Regions from separate parts of the Rattus norvegicus genome. Here all the other regions are linked to region 3. A link is a contact called in public Hi-C data. All regions are on one chromosome and are shown on one strand. Each heading gives the region's core, a stretch centred on a gene start, on an enhancer-like site or on the middle of the called end of the contact. The rest is flanking DNA. Distances are from core to core; before and after follow the strand shown. Region 1 overlaps Maml2 (mastermind-like transcriptional coactivator 2). Region 2 overlaps Maml2 (mastermind-like transcriptional coactivator 2). Region 3 holds the start of Maml2 (mastermind-like transcriptional coactivator 2).

Region 1 (4,536 bases), core at 1,570-4,069, 220 kb before region 3:
ATACCTGCCTACTCACTGAGACTCCCTTCTGAAACAGAAGCTAGCGATGCCAGGAAGCAGTGTGCCAGCACAGGCCAACTTGGCCTGCACTCTGCCTCCTGATTGTTGACGTAGTTGCCTTTTGGCCTTTACCATGTCTCGTCTGCACTGTTCTGGACACAGTGTGCAGAGGCAGTCGGGAAGAAAGAGCTGCAGGATGAAGATGCCCAGCACGTCCAGGGTAAGGACATCTGGGAACTCTTTAGGATGGACTGCAGGGAAAGAATGGTGCCATCATTGGTTAGAGGTTCATGGGGAAATCACATGTCAGTCTCGAAGCTTCATTATCCGAGAGAGAAGAGACAAGAGGTCACTTCACCAGTGAATGGATTTATTAACTACATAGAGAAAGCTCTAAGCCACATCCTGTCCTGTCACTCAAGGCTTAAAGGAGATACTGCCAAGGGCACCTTGAATTTTTCACAAGAAATTCAAAATTGCTATGCTGGTTGTGAGATGCTGTACTGAGTACACACACTGGCTGGTCATCTGAAGGGCTTCTTTGCAGTGTGGCCTTCCACACAACAAGTCTAGTCTGGTTTACATGAGAATCCTGACTTTCTTCTGTTAAGATCCAGCAGGCTCTTCAATCCCCCATCCCCGTTTCTCAGTCCTCTCTGAACGTCCCTTGCCTTTTGAGACATATGGCCTCTGCTGGGGTAGGCACAAGCCTGCTTAGGCTAGATAGAGTCTACAAGCAGTGACCTGTCATTCTTGGAGCTGCAGTGGTGGTACCAAGAGCGCTTATGGGGGACTGTGGCCCATCAGTAAACAGCTCTGTTTTAAACAGCTGTGCCCTACTCTTCCAAAGGCCTTGAAACATAAACTTCCTGGAGGGATTTGAAAGCGCCATGGTTGCACAATCCTCTGGTTTCTGTTTCTTCCCCTGCCCCCATCCTTTCCCACAAACTAAATGTACCCTTTGTCTCCTGTGCTGCCTTAGAAACAAGGGATGTACCTCACAAAGGTAACAATTCATTCCATAGGCCACAGTACCCCCAAGTAGATTCCTGTCCTCTCAACCAGGCATGCATGCAAGATCGAAATCTGAATCTGTAGCTGCCTGGAGGTGTGTGTGTGTGTGTGTGTGTGTGTGTGTGTGTGTGTGTGTGTGTGTTTTGCTTATCTGGGTCCCACCATCTGTGAGCTTCCCTTACAGCCCATTAGAGATGTGGTTGTTGCTAGAAATTAGGGATGATCTAGAAAGAGACTGGCCCAAACGATCACATATGACTTCTCATTGGTTATTCCAGTGAAGCGTTTGGGATCTTGGAACAATACATTGGAGCTAATCACAACTCTCAAGGCGAGAGCAATTCCCCCTGGTTTACATTTCCTCTTGCAAGTGTCACTTCCAAGTTTATCATCAGCAAGATCCTTTGCTGAAAGAGAGAAGAAACTGGAGGTTTGGGTCCTTTTCCACAGATTATGAAGCTCCCTTTCCTTCTTTGGCCTTATAGAACTATGGACTTTTTGTGGCTTAACGTTGCTGGATTGATTATGTCCAACCTGACTGTACGTTCTCTAAGCGTGGGCCTTGGGTCCAGGCCTTCACTGTGCATGTGCTTGCCGTGATGCTTGCTGTGGCTGAATTGCTTCCAAAAATAGCCATGTGCTTGTCTCAGTCCCCAGGACACTGACCCTTTTAGGCACTAAGTGTCAACTGACAAGAAGTCTGTAGCTGGGGGAGCTTTTTCACGCCCAGCGCACATCCACACACGTGTGAAGCCCTGAGAACTGGAGCCAAGAGGAAGATGAACATTACCAAAATGAGGCAAAACTGCAGGGAATGCGGCGATGGGCTCATGGCAATGGCACACCTCTGCGCTGATCCCAAGCTGGCACACAAGGCGGAGGCTCATTGTGACCGACTCCGTGCCAGGAGGAATGTACAGGAGCAACAAGGCACACTTTCTGTGCGAATTTTAGACACGGACTTTCACTCTTTTAAGAAAGACTGTGGGGTTTGTGTTGGTTGAAGGCTTTGCTGTTGCTAGACCAGGTGGGGAAAGCATACCAGATGTGCCTGGAAATTCTGTCCATAACTTTGGCCCTTAAGATTCAAGCTCCAAGACAGGATTTCAGTATATGCACACACACACACACACACACACACACACACACACACACACACACACATACACACATATTTATACATATAGGTTTCTGTATGTAAAACTCTCATGAGACATGCTATTTTGTACGCTAACTTTAAGATTAATTTTAAGATATTCGAAGTAGATATCTTTCCCACGTAGTCACCTACTACATTAAATAATGTCATTTCAGATCCAGTCCATGATAACGATATCCTCAGTCATCCCGGCTCGTCCCTGTAATCCCTGCAAGGACTTGACTTACAGGAGCCTTTCAGAGATGGACCCGCTGTGTTGAACACAGAAAAGAACACAACAGTCTATAAAGGCCCGAAGAAAAAAAAAAGAATAGCTGCTTTGTGCATGAAATACTTTATCCGTGACTCACTTTTTGCCCAAAATATATCGAAGTGAATCCAAAGTAAATGCTATGTCTAACATGCTGGCTGTGCTCCTAAAGCTCTAAATGTCCGTCTCAGCAGAATGCACAGTGCATTAAACATCATTAATCATAACACTGCTCTCTCCCACTTCACTTGGGGTCCAGCTCCACAGGGTTCTCTTCAAGGCTAGCTCACAGCATCCTGCTTCCCCTTCAACTCGTTGGCTCTGCTATGATGCTTTTAGCACTTTCTGCCTTGTATTGTTCTTGGCAACTGGTTCAGGTATGCGAGTTTTTTTCTTCAGTATGATTTCAAAAGTCAACAGGAGACAAGCTTCTCATGACTCTGCTAACCCACCCCAGCTCTAGCCCAGGGAAACGCTCACTGACTAATTGGTCATTAATGTTATTGGGCATCCAGTTGGCAGTGCATAGGGCATCTTCTCTGCCTAGGTTCATGAACGAAGCCTGCCTTTGGAAGCCTCACTGGCTGGTAGTGTTTCTTGTCCAGGTGTAGAGCGGTTACCTGCTATGGTACAGCCGAAAGGTTTCGGAGAAGAAGAGAAAGCACAGATGCTTCAAGAAGCTGCTGCTGCTTTGGTGGGAATTATACCTGTTCCAAAGTGTCGGCAAACATCCCCAAACTGGAGAGAACCAGTATTGTCTGTTCATTGTTTGGGGCTAAAGTGTGGCTATTGATATATTCCATGTTTTCAAAACACAGTATCAAAGCCTCTCTTAGCGTCACACCAGTCCTCTGCTCTTAGTAGCTTAGGGGATGACAGTAGGTCTTAAAAGTCCTTCCCTTCCCAGTTCCTGGCTCTACATCACACACCCCACCCCACCCCTTTTTCAAATTTTCTCCGCTCTCAGAACATTCCAAGGCCCTGACCTCCTACCTCATGTCTTCTTGACTTATGCAGCAACAAAAGGTGTGTCCTATTCAGAACAACATACAACCTTTGCCTTCCTCCCATTTCCTCTCCCTCCTTCCTCTCCCTTCCTCCTCCATTCTCCTTTGTGGTTCCTCCCTTCCCTGTCCCCTTCTGCCCTCCACCTCTTTTCTGTTTAATTCTAAGAATGGAAACAATCATTTCACTTTAGGTTCTCTGCATCCATCCCCTTCCCCTTGCTATGCACTTCCTCCCAGGACTCCCCTCTCTTGCCATAGCCAGCTCTTTCTCCTTTCATCTCTGAGGGTGGACCCCCAGCAGAGGTCTTCCTCAGGACTGCCTCATCTAAGGGCAGTCTGTCCGCAATTCCTTGCCGATTTCCTTTACAATATTTGTCATTTCAAATAACTCTACTAAGTAACTTCCATTTTTTTAATGTCTGTCTCTCATGTTATAAAATAACTCATAGGGAACGACTTAGAGGACACAGCTATTTTTTTGACCAGTGCATATTCTCTTTAGTGTGACTTAAAGAACTGCCAGGGAGAAGAGTGTTTAAAGCAAAAAGAAAAAAAAACAAAAAACAAAAAACAAAAACAACAACAACAACAACAAAAAAAACACTTATAGGAAACTTTGAGATGCTGAATGACATTCTGATGGTAGAAGGGGTTTTCTTTTCTCTTCGCTCACATGCCAGTATTTTCTCATTTTCCTGAACTGAATGCATATTGCTTATAAAGCAGACTGAAGTGTGTGGTCATTATGTATCTCTGCCCTTGTTAACCACACCCCACATTCCAGGGTGAAATGTTCTCAATCTAGAACATTCCACTTAGTCAGCCCCAGTAGAAAGGATCAAGGTGGACAGTGGGCTCAAGCTGAGTGCTTTAACTACTCGTTTAGCAATGGATAATTAAGACAAGGACTCCTCCTGCCCTATAGTCATGAGTATTTGAGGTGAGAGACTTGGCTACTCTGGTGCTTTTGAAGAATGGACCCCATAGGCTCATATGTTTGAATGCTTAGTTATAAGGAGTGGATTAGGAGGTGTGACCTTGTTGAAGGAAATGTGTCATTTCTTTGAGGTTTCAAAAGCCCATGCCAGGCTCTCTCCCACGCGCTC
Region 2 (4,139 bases), core at 1,165-3,664, 190 kb before region 3:
GTTGTTGTTGTTGTTGTTGTTGTTGTTTTCTTTTTGAATACTACTCAGAAAATCATGCTATCAGGTCAGCCTGTTGGTAAGGCCATAGGTTTCCCTTGAGGTGCCATTTCAGTGAATGCCCTGTAAACAGAAAGGCTTCTCTAGGTGGAATCGCACAGTGATGTTGGGCTCCTTATGAAAGGGTTCTGATAGGTGTTGTTTTCCTTTGGGGGTTTGCATTGCATGTTCATAGCTGAGATGGAAAGTTGCCATAGTTACCTGTGAGAACTGATAAACAGAGCAGTTACTGCTAAAAATCTATCTATCAAGGTCAGCTAGACATTTCCAATTGCTGCCAAATGATTTCCGCCCAGGGGAAGTTAATGAAATGTCGAAAAGAAGTTGAAAATAAGGTTACCGTGGACACACTTCGAGTATATTTATGTAACCAGCCATTTGCAAGTGGATCTTACCCGCTGGAAACCCCGCAGTACAAGGCATCTGGAGGGGAAGTTCAGAGTAACAACACATTTGGAGTTTGGCACTGATCACTGCCCTCAAATCCAGCCCTTCATTAACAGCTTCTGTAGAGTGCTAGTCCTCCTCCAGGGGCTACAAAAGCAGACCAAACCTTCCTCGTTAGAAACTTCCTTTCTCGGTCAGCTGTTCTTACTGACTTCCCATCCTGGGGGCCCTCTATTTTCACTGGCAGTGCTGACGGTGAGAGCAGAGCAGACCACTTGCCTTAGAGTGGTCCAAGAAGAGGAAGGGGAGACAGTCACCATCACATGACATCATCCTCAGCTCGGTGCTTGTGCAATTGTTACGTGCATACAGGTCACCTGGAGGTCTGGTTGACCCAGAGACTTTGATTCACAAGGTGTGGGGTGAGGCTACAATCTGATTCTAGAACATTCTCACGAGCTTTCCAAACTGCTGGCTCACAGGTCATGTCTTCGACGGCCAGGCCCCAGTTTCTCTCTTTATGTTGGAATCAAGTTCACTCTTCTTCGTGCTTGGTGCGCATTTGACTTTTCCCATTCACAAGGCTCTTAGAGCTTGGAAAGATGACTCCGCTCTCAGGCCCACCAGTGTGCAGCATAAGGGCTTCCTCAACATCTTTTTAAAGACCCACACTTTCATTTTACAATGACCACACCGAACAAACAATAGATCAGCAAACAAGCATTCAGGCGACATTTGGAGTGAGTGACATGTTTTGTCCCATGGCAAAATAGCATTGATCTTTGGCCCATAGAAAATGCTGGACACCTCTTTGTTCTATGAATTAAATTAAAGCAACACAACATATGTCTTAGCTTCTAACATTCTTCTGATAAAACATCAAGTTATACTTTAAGATTCCAGAAATATTTAATTGCTTTGAAAATCATACCTATTATATATTTGAAATCAACCAACCTTTTGTCCAAATATTATGACCTCGAGATTTTACTTGTCTGTAAGTTAACCTATATATATATTCTCCTCCAATTCTATTTGACATGTTATCAGTCTATTCCTGTGAATGGCAAGTAGCAATGCACTCAGCCAGGGTTGGTTTTATTTCCCCTCACTAGGAGAGGTCAATAGAATGGTTACTAAGATGTCATAAATACCATTGACTCCTATTTCTTCCTGTACCACTCAGGCATTAGGAGACTAAAGAGCAAACATTCTTTTTAGTTGAATTTTAGACCTCGGTAGCCATTAGCTCTAGAGGTCATGGACATTTATACAATGGCAAATATTGCACTGAAAAGTTATATATTTTATTTTATCACACCTTTACATCTGTGCCTATGAGTTAATCTGTATTAGCACATTTTAAAGAGAATGGAATGGAGACTGATGCTTGTTTTCTAAGCTGCCGGTTTGCAAGGTGAGTTCTTTTTGCTATTTATTTTATTTTTAACTTCTTAATACTGCGATCAGGGCCTTATGATATTTTTATGCTTGGGACAGAAATATAGCTGAAAAGCAGGAGATAACATACCACAATGTGCTTAATTAAAGGGCAGCTTTACTTACAGTTCCCGTAGCCTTTTCTCCCCTTTAGAAATTGCCTTGCTCTCTTTCTAACTCTGGAGGAGTGACTCTTCCGGTTCTCTGCTGCCTTCTCCATTTCTGACTGTGACAAGCTCCGCTGGATCAAAGCGGCCTTCAGCACATTGGCTTTCTTTGTCTGGTGCCCAGGGCTGAGGTTCGTGAAACACAGCGCAACAGTGCTTTTTCACCCCCGAGTTGGAGAGGGAGTGGCATTTTCCTGGCCTCTTCTACCACAGTGTCTATGAGAATCCCCCAGCCTGGGATTTCTGGGCCATTTTTAAGACAGACTTTCATGGGTCTCAGGCTGACCTTGGCCTGTATATGTAGTGGAGAATGAGCTTGAACTTTTTGTGCTGCTGCCTCCCTGCCTAGACTTACAGATATGTGTTTACCATGCCCCAGATAGAGGGTGCCGGAGAGCAAATCTACGTTTAGCCATACAACGCAAACGCTGCCAAATGGCCCTTTTGGCTGAATGCATCCTTTTGGATGTACCTGAAACCAAGTGGCCCCACTGGGTCAGGCAATGCAGAGCTCAGGAAGTTTCGATTTCTCGTTTTGTTTTGTTTGTTTCAAGACACAACATAGCTCTGGCCGAACTCACTGTGTGGCCTGGGCTGGACTCAGACTCAGGGATTGGGATTAAGCGCTGGGATTAAAGGCAAGCATCACTACTTAAGCTTGCTTAAGAGGCTTTGCGTTGCTCTTTCCTTCTTTGGATCTCAGAACAGAGGAACCATTTAACCGCCACAGCCACGGTCCAGATCACACTAAAGAGAGCCATAGACCCTGAGTCTGATTGCAGTAACTTTAACATTTTGTTGCCTAAATCATAACAGAACTAAATTTCAGTAACTAATATAGAATGAGAACCAGTTTATGACCAAAGTGTTACTGAACTCACTGAAACGTGGCATCCAAACACGTCCTCAGAGTCAGCTTTCTGACTCAGCACAGGAAGGGACCCAGGACTCATAGATGGACATCTTTTAAAAGAATCCAAGCCATACCGATCTGGGAATCTGTAAAGCAAGCTATGCCTTTTCTTTTTCCTCACCAACAGATCCCTCCTCTTCTCCTTGCAGAATGAGCCCTATAATTGCTTTAACTCACCACTTCCTTCTGACAGATACAGCTACATGTGTATGTGCAATGCACGCACGCACGCACACACACACACACACACACACACACACACACACACACACACACATACATAAACATGAGTCGGCTAACAACTGACAAGAAATTAAATATTTAAAGATGTTGCCGGTCCTGTAGCTATCACAAGAGCCCAGTTAGCATCTCATGTTGGAAGGAAACCCCCTGATTAGCTCTTTTCTACCTGCCCCCACTGCGCTTCCAAGTAAGGGAGTTTTAAACACACAGTGTTATTTCCAGCTTTCACATCCAATGTTGGGGGGAAGCAGACCTTGGTGAATTTTAAAGTTTCAGGGTTGATAGGCTAATTCCGGAATGGTACATATTTATTTTGCTTTTACATAAGAAAATGCAAGGATTTGATTCTCTTCGGACAGATGACACAGTTCATTTTCCCCTGATAATAGGGATATTTAAAAGTGCACGAGAGCCCACTTTCTGCTCCATTTCCTGTAAATAACTTTACACTCACTTCAAAGCTGACCTTTCACTCAGTTCAAAATTCATGTTGCTAAGAAGTTGCGGAGGGAGGAGTGAATCAGTGGGGGTGGGCATAAAATAACTGTATCGTGTTTTATTTACTTTGTCCTGAACACCTTTGAGGGTCTATAATTTCTGGGGATGTCCTGGCAGGCTGAGTGAAGTGTCTGCCAAAACTCACATCAGACTAGCGCCCTGTTATTTTTTTTCCACTGCTGTTTTAAAAAGTGCCTTTCCGGAAGCTTAGTTACAATAGTTCCCTCCCAGTATCATCAATTTTCCATGAGTTCAGGCAGGCCACAGCATAGATCTCAAATACACAGAAAATTCTACATGGAAACTGGCTTCCAAGGAGAGGAAATTTACATCTACCTACTACCACAGGAAATCTACGAGTTAAGTATAAAATACTAACCAGTGCGTTGTAGAATGAGATCAAGCTAGCCCTACTCACCAGGGGCAGAATTAAA
Region 3 (4,054 bases), core at 728-3,227:
TGGCTGCAGATGCTGGTGACACGCACATGCACACAAACCTCATTCTTCCCCCTCTTTCTTCTCCCCAGCACCCCTCTTTCAGAAGACAAACTTCCCCTTAGCTGGGAATTCCAGGGAGAAGTGAGGATGGAGCAGGTGGGCAAGAGAGGAATACAGGCCTAGAAACGAATACAAACTGAATAGTTTCATTCAAGGATAAAGCCCAGGCCAGTTTAATTATAGACAGCAGTTTCATCTGGATCTGGGGGACCCAGAGTCACAGTTCTAGGTGGCCCAAGGAAAAACGTTTGCCTTCTGGGGAGGAAGAACAGAAAGCTCTGGGAACTATGGGAATCACCACAGACGAAGGACATGGGGAGAGCAGCCAGGAAGAAGCAGTGGGCCGGCTGGAACAGGCCCTCTCCTCCTCAGGAGCTTCTTAGTGCCATCCCTCCTTGGGGCTTTCTGGATGTTTTGGGGCTTCCATGCCCATGATCTGTCGGGTGTCTCTCATCAGGCTTGGCTTAGGCTGACTGCAGTTGTCCCGGGAGCAGTCACAGAACCTCTTAGCTTAGCGGGAGAAGCCTGTGGGCTTGGCTTCCTACTTCTGCTGAAAGGCTCATGGCAGAGCAGTGTGTGGGAAGCCTGAACACTACAAGCAGGGGGTCACCTGACCAAGACTGATGACTCAAAGCTCTTTGCTCTGTGTGGCGTGTGTGCTTGGGGGTGGGGGTTGTTGTCTGAGCCTCTGAGGAAGCACTTCCAGTCAGAAAATTACTCAGGCTTTAGGGTTTGGTGTGCTGTTACCAGTAGGGACTAAAGACAAGGTGCTTCCTAGAACTACGGTAAACAGTCGTCAGTCTCTTCCACAAGTGCTGGGACATCCCAGCCTTAATTGGAGGGTCCAGAATAAAGACTGAATTGGGGCCTGTGGTGGGAGCCTATGAGAATCCTGGTAGTCCTCTTCCCAAGCTTTCCTGCAGTATCTGTCTGTGAGGTATTTTCCTCATGTTTTTGTTTAAAACTGTGGGAACACCTATGTAATAGTCAATCACAGACACCCCTTAACTCCAGGGAAAGGTCACAGAAGGGGAAGGGGCATGGAGCAAGATGAACAGGTCATCTGAACTAAGTTCCTGTCAAGTAAAGAATGTCTTCCTGGGCCTAATCAGAGCCAGTATGTAAAGCAGCAGGGTTCTCAAGGGTTTCCCAGCTGTAAGGTCTTCTTTCACAAACTAGACTGTGAGCCTCTGGAGAACCCAGGCTCTTACCTCTCGAGGAACACCCTTTGGGTGTAGGACAATGACAATGAGCAAGCCCTGGTGGCTTTGACAGTGAGAGCTTACAACCACATTCGCATACCCAGCGGCTTTTGAGCGACTGCTATCTTGGCCTTCTTCATGGCCATCCAGTCCATACGAGGCCAAGACAGCCACCACCTTCGCAAAAGGCCACATGACTACAGCCAGAATCATAGGAGAAAACCAGGTGCCTTACCGCAAGCAGGGCTGAGTTCCGCTGGTCCCCCGGGGTCGAAGCTGGCGGCTGCTGCTCTCGGTTTATCCCACCGTTATCATTACTGGTCAGCCGGTGCTGCTGATGGTGATGGTGATAGTCTGGTGGAGGTGGTGGGGCTGTGCTTGCTGCCTGGGAGGCCACAGGAGGGGCGGTAGGGGGCGGTGGAGGGGCTGTGGTGGTGGCAGTCGTGGCTGTAGCCTTAGCATGTTTGCTAGCCTTCCTTGCCCCCTGGCCATGCTGGACCAGGCTAAGAAGCTGCATGGTGCTTTCCCTTTCTCGGTCTGAGCTCTCAGCCCTACCACGTTCATAGCGTCCTTCACAGCTCAGGTGGTGCTGTCGGCAGACAGCAATGCGAGCCCGCAGGCGTTCCACAATGGCACTGTGCACTCTCGGGGTGACTGAACCCCCTCCAAGGAGCCCCGCCCCAGAAGCCCCCCCCAACCCTCCTGCGGGGGCCTGCGGGGGCGCTGTGTCCCCCATCTTGTTGGACACAATGATTACTGCCTCTGGTGTGGTGAGGTGCAAGAGGCTGGTGTTGGCTATTGCGGGCAAAGCGGGTTTCAGTGTTCAGGGCCACATGAATAGAGGTCTTCTGAGGGTGGGGAGAGAGTGGAGAAGGTGTGGGGGAGGGGTCTTCAGAGAGTGGGGAGGCAGTGGAGAAGGTGTGGGGGAGGGGAGCGAGTAACAACAGGGTGGGGAGAAAGATTAGAAACCAATTGGAGAGAGGAAGTTGGAAACAAACCCTGATCAACTTACTCTAATTGCATTTGACAGCTCAGGAGAAGTTGGACAGAGTTGGTAGATTTTTTTTTCTCCCCTACCAGGCTGACAAGAGCCTCTAGGTACTTAGTAAACACAAAGTCTGGGGGACCGTTCAAGAATTCAGGGATTGTCAAGGAAGAAGCAGAAGCACATAGCAAAAGGAATCAGAAGAGTCATTAATAGAGATCCGGGCTCCCCCTCACCTCGCTTTTTCGGGAAATTATTTATAGGGGTGTTTCTGCAGAGAAACACATTTCTCCCGGGGGCTATGAACCGGCAGCCTTCACTTTTACTCAGGTTAAAAAATAAACAACAGGACTGTTTCCCAAGGCTTCTGAAGTCATGTTCAAACTGTGCGAAATCCAGGAAGACTATGTTGGTTTCTCCGTCCCTTTCTCTCCCTCCGGTGTTGGTGCTTTCTCCTTCTTGGGGGTAGAGTAGGATGCAGTCTTCTCCCCAAAGAAGACAGCTTTTCAGTCTTAACAACGTCTGTAATTGGACTTCAGAACCATGCTCTTTTCTTCAAGCTAATCCAATCACCGGCAAAAATCCCGATCCCCTCTTAGGTTTCTTAGTCTTAAATGAAAGCAGGCTCAAGTGGCTGGCTACCGAGAGAGCTCCTTCAACACATTTCCCCCTTTCCCACTTAATTTTAATTCCTCACCCCCCACTTCTATTCTAACACAGTATCAAGAGAGACAAAGTCTTCCGAGAGTAATTTACAAACGATGGTCAAACTTACAAACTTCCAGCAAATTGCACCGAGTCATGTCCAGCCACTTTTCTGTCCACTTTTGTACATTCCACGCCGGGCCAGTGCCTCAGAGGGTCTGGACTCCCAAAGGCAATGTGGCTCTATCTCTTGTAATGCTTCGCGTTATAGATTGGGGGGGGGGGAGAAGAAAAAAAGTCGCTTGTATTTTCCTTTCTCTTTCAGGTCCCTTCCGAGCGCTTTCCTGACACCGACTCCCGCTCCTCGGACTCACGGCGAAACACAGGCTTTCATTGTGCTGCGATACGAGAGGGAGAGAAAGAGAGAGAGAGAGAGTGAGTGAGACAGAGGGAGAGAGGGAGCCAGCAGGCTGCAGATGGGGGAGGAGGGCGGGAGCTCCGGCTCCCTGGTGGAAGGCTGGTGCCGCTGCTCCAGTGAGTAATCGCAGCCAGGCGCCGGGGAACGGAGTGCAGAGGCCTCCCAGTGGCTGAAGAGGCAAACCCTCCGGAACAGCATCTCTCTAGGCTGGCTCTGGCCTCAGCCTCAGCCTGGGTGCTGGGGTGGGGGGAAGATTGGGGAAATTCCCCAGTCTCCTCGTAAGTGTTCGAGCAGCTCTCAATGCTGAAGAAACTCCCAGTCAGGGACTGTATTTTTCCCCTTCCAGGCTCGCAGTCCGCCCTCCTGAGGATATGATTTTCGCTTTTCAATAAGCTGTAAACGACACCACTGAGCACCCCAACAAGAGCTGGGTGAGCCTAGAGTAAAAGCTCATTAGCACGGTGAGGAAGTTGGTCAGTGATTGCTGTGAGGTGCAGAGAGGGAAGTCCACCGCTGGCTGTCTCCTAAAGGGACCCATTGGTGGAGGCCAGAGAGTTTGGGCAACAGGCTGGGTGGTGATGGAGCAAATAAATCATCGGGGATAAATAAACGTTTTATAAGACTGATATTGTCATTACCTCGAGGAAGGAAAAAAATTTCTTTTCCTTTGAAAAGTCAACAAATACAAGGTGTATTGTCCGTGGCAGTTTGGTTGTCAAACTAATGTGCCACGTGATTTCAAGAACATTCATAACAACCAAAACA

What was found. Hi-C and Micro-C count contacts between places; a contact is called where the count stands out from the background.
Region 1: a Hi-C map of Schwann cells shows a contact between it and region 3, with 4 times the contacts expected there. The contact joins the enhancer-like site here to the promoter of Maml2 in region 3. A contact is called at or near these places in 2 of 12 Hi-C or Micro-C datasets (the A7r5 cell line and Schwann cells) and 1 of 1 datasets of contacts at active chromatin or transcription factors (oligodendrocytes).
Region 2: a Hi-C map of Schwann cells shows a contact between it and region 3, with 4 times the contacts expected there. The contact joins the enhancer-like site here to the promoter of Maml2 in region 3. A contact is called at or near these places in 1 of 12 Hi-C or Micro-C datasets (Schwann cells) and 1 of 1 datasets of contacts at active chromatin or transcription factors (oligodendrocytes).

The regions. Positions count from the first base shown.
Region 1 is chr8:18,768,969-18,773,504 of GRCr8, reverse strand. The region is part of intron 1 of Maml2 (mastermind-like transcriptional coactivator 2); the gene reads right to left. It overlaps LOC134480140, which reads right to left. Exons shown (of 2, transcript XM_063266368.1): 2 at 1-4,536. Among named protein-coding and RNA genes, the nearest start is that of Mtmr2, 130 kb to the left of the region's middle. Within about 2 kb of position 2,819, at least 9 of the 93 cell types and tissues checked have an H3K27ac peak or open chromatin away from gene starts, as enhancers often do. A contact at or near this core is called in the A7r5 cell line and Schwann cells, where this site is marked.
Region 2 is chr8:18,743,521-18,747,659 of GRCr8, reverse strand. The region is part of intron 1 of Maml2 (mastermind-like transcriptional coactivator 2); the gene reads right to left. LOC134480140 reads right to left here. Exons shown (of 2, transcript XM_063266368.1): 1 at 1-4,139. Among named protein-coding and RNA genes, the nearest start is that of Mtmr2, 150 kb to the left of the region's middle. Within about 2 kb of position 2,414, at least 20 of the 93 cell types and tissues checked have an H3K27ac peak or open chromatin away from gene starts, as enhancers often do. A contact at or near this core is called in Schwann cells, where this site is marked.
Region 3 is chr8:18,550,403-18,554,456 of GRCr8, reverse strand. It overlaps Maml2 (mastermind-like transcriptional coactivator 2), which reads right to left and starts at 1,977. Exons shown (of 5, transcript XM_008765997.4): 1 at 1,477-1,977. The coding sequence starts at 1,977. It also overlaps a transcript of Ccdc82 not described here.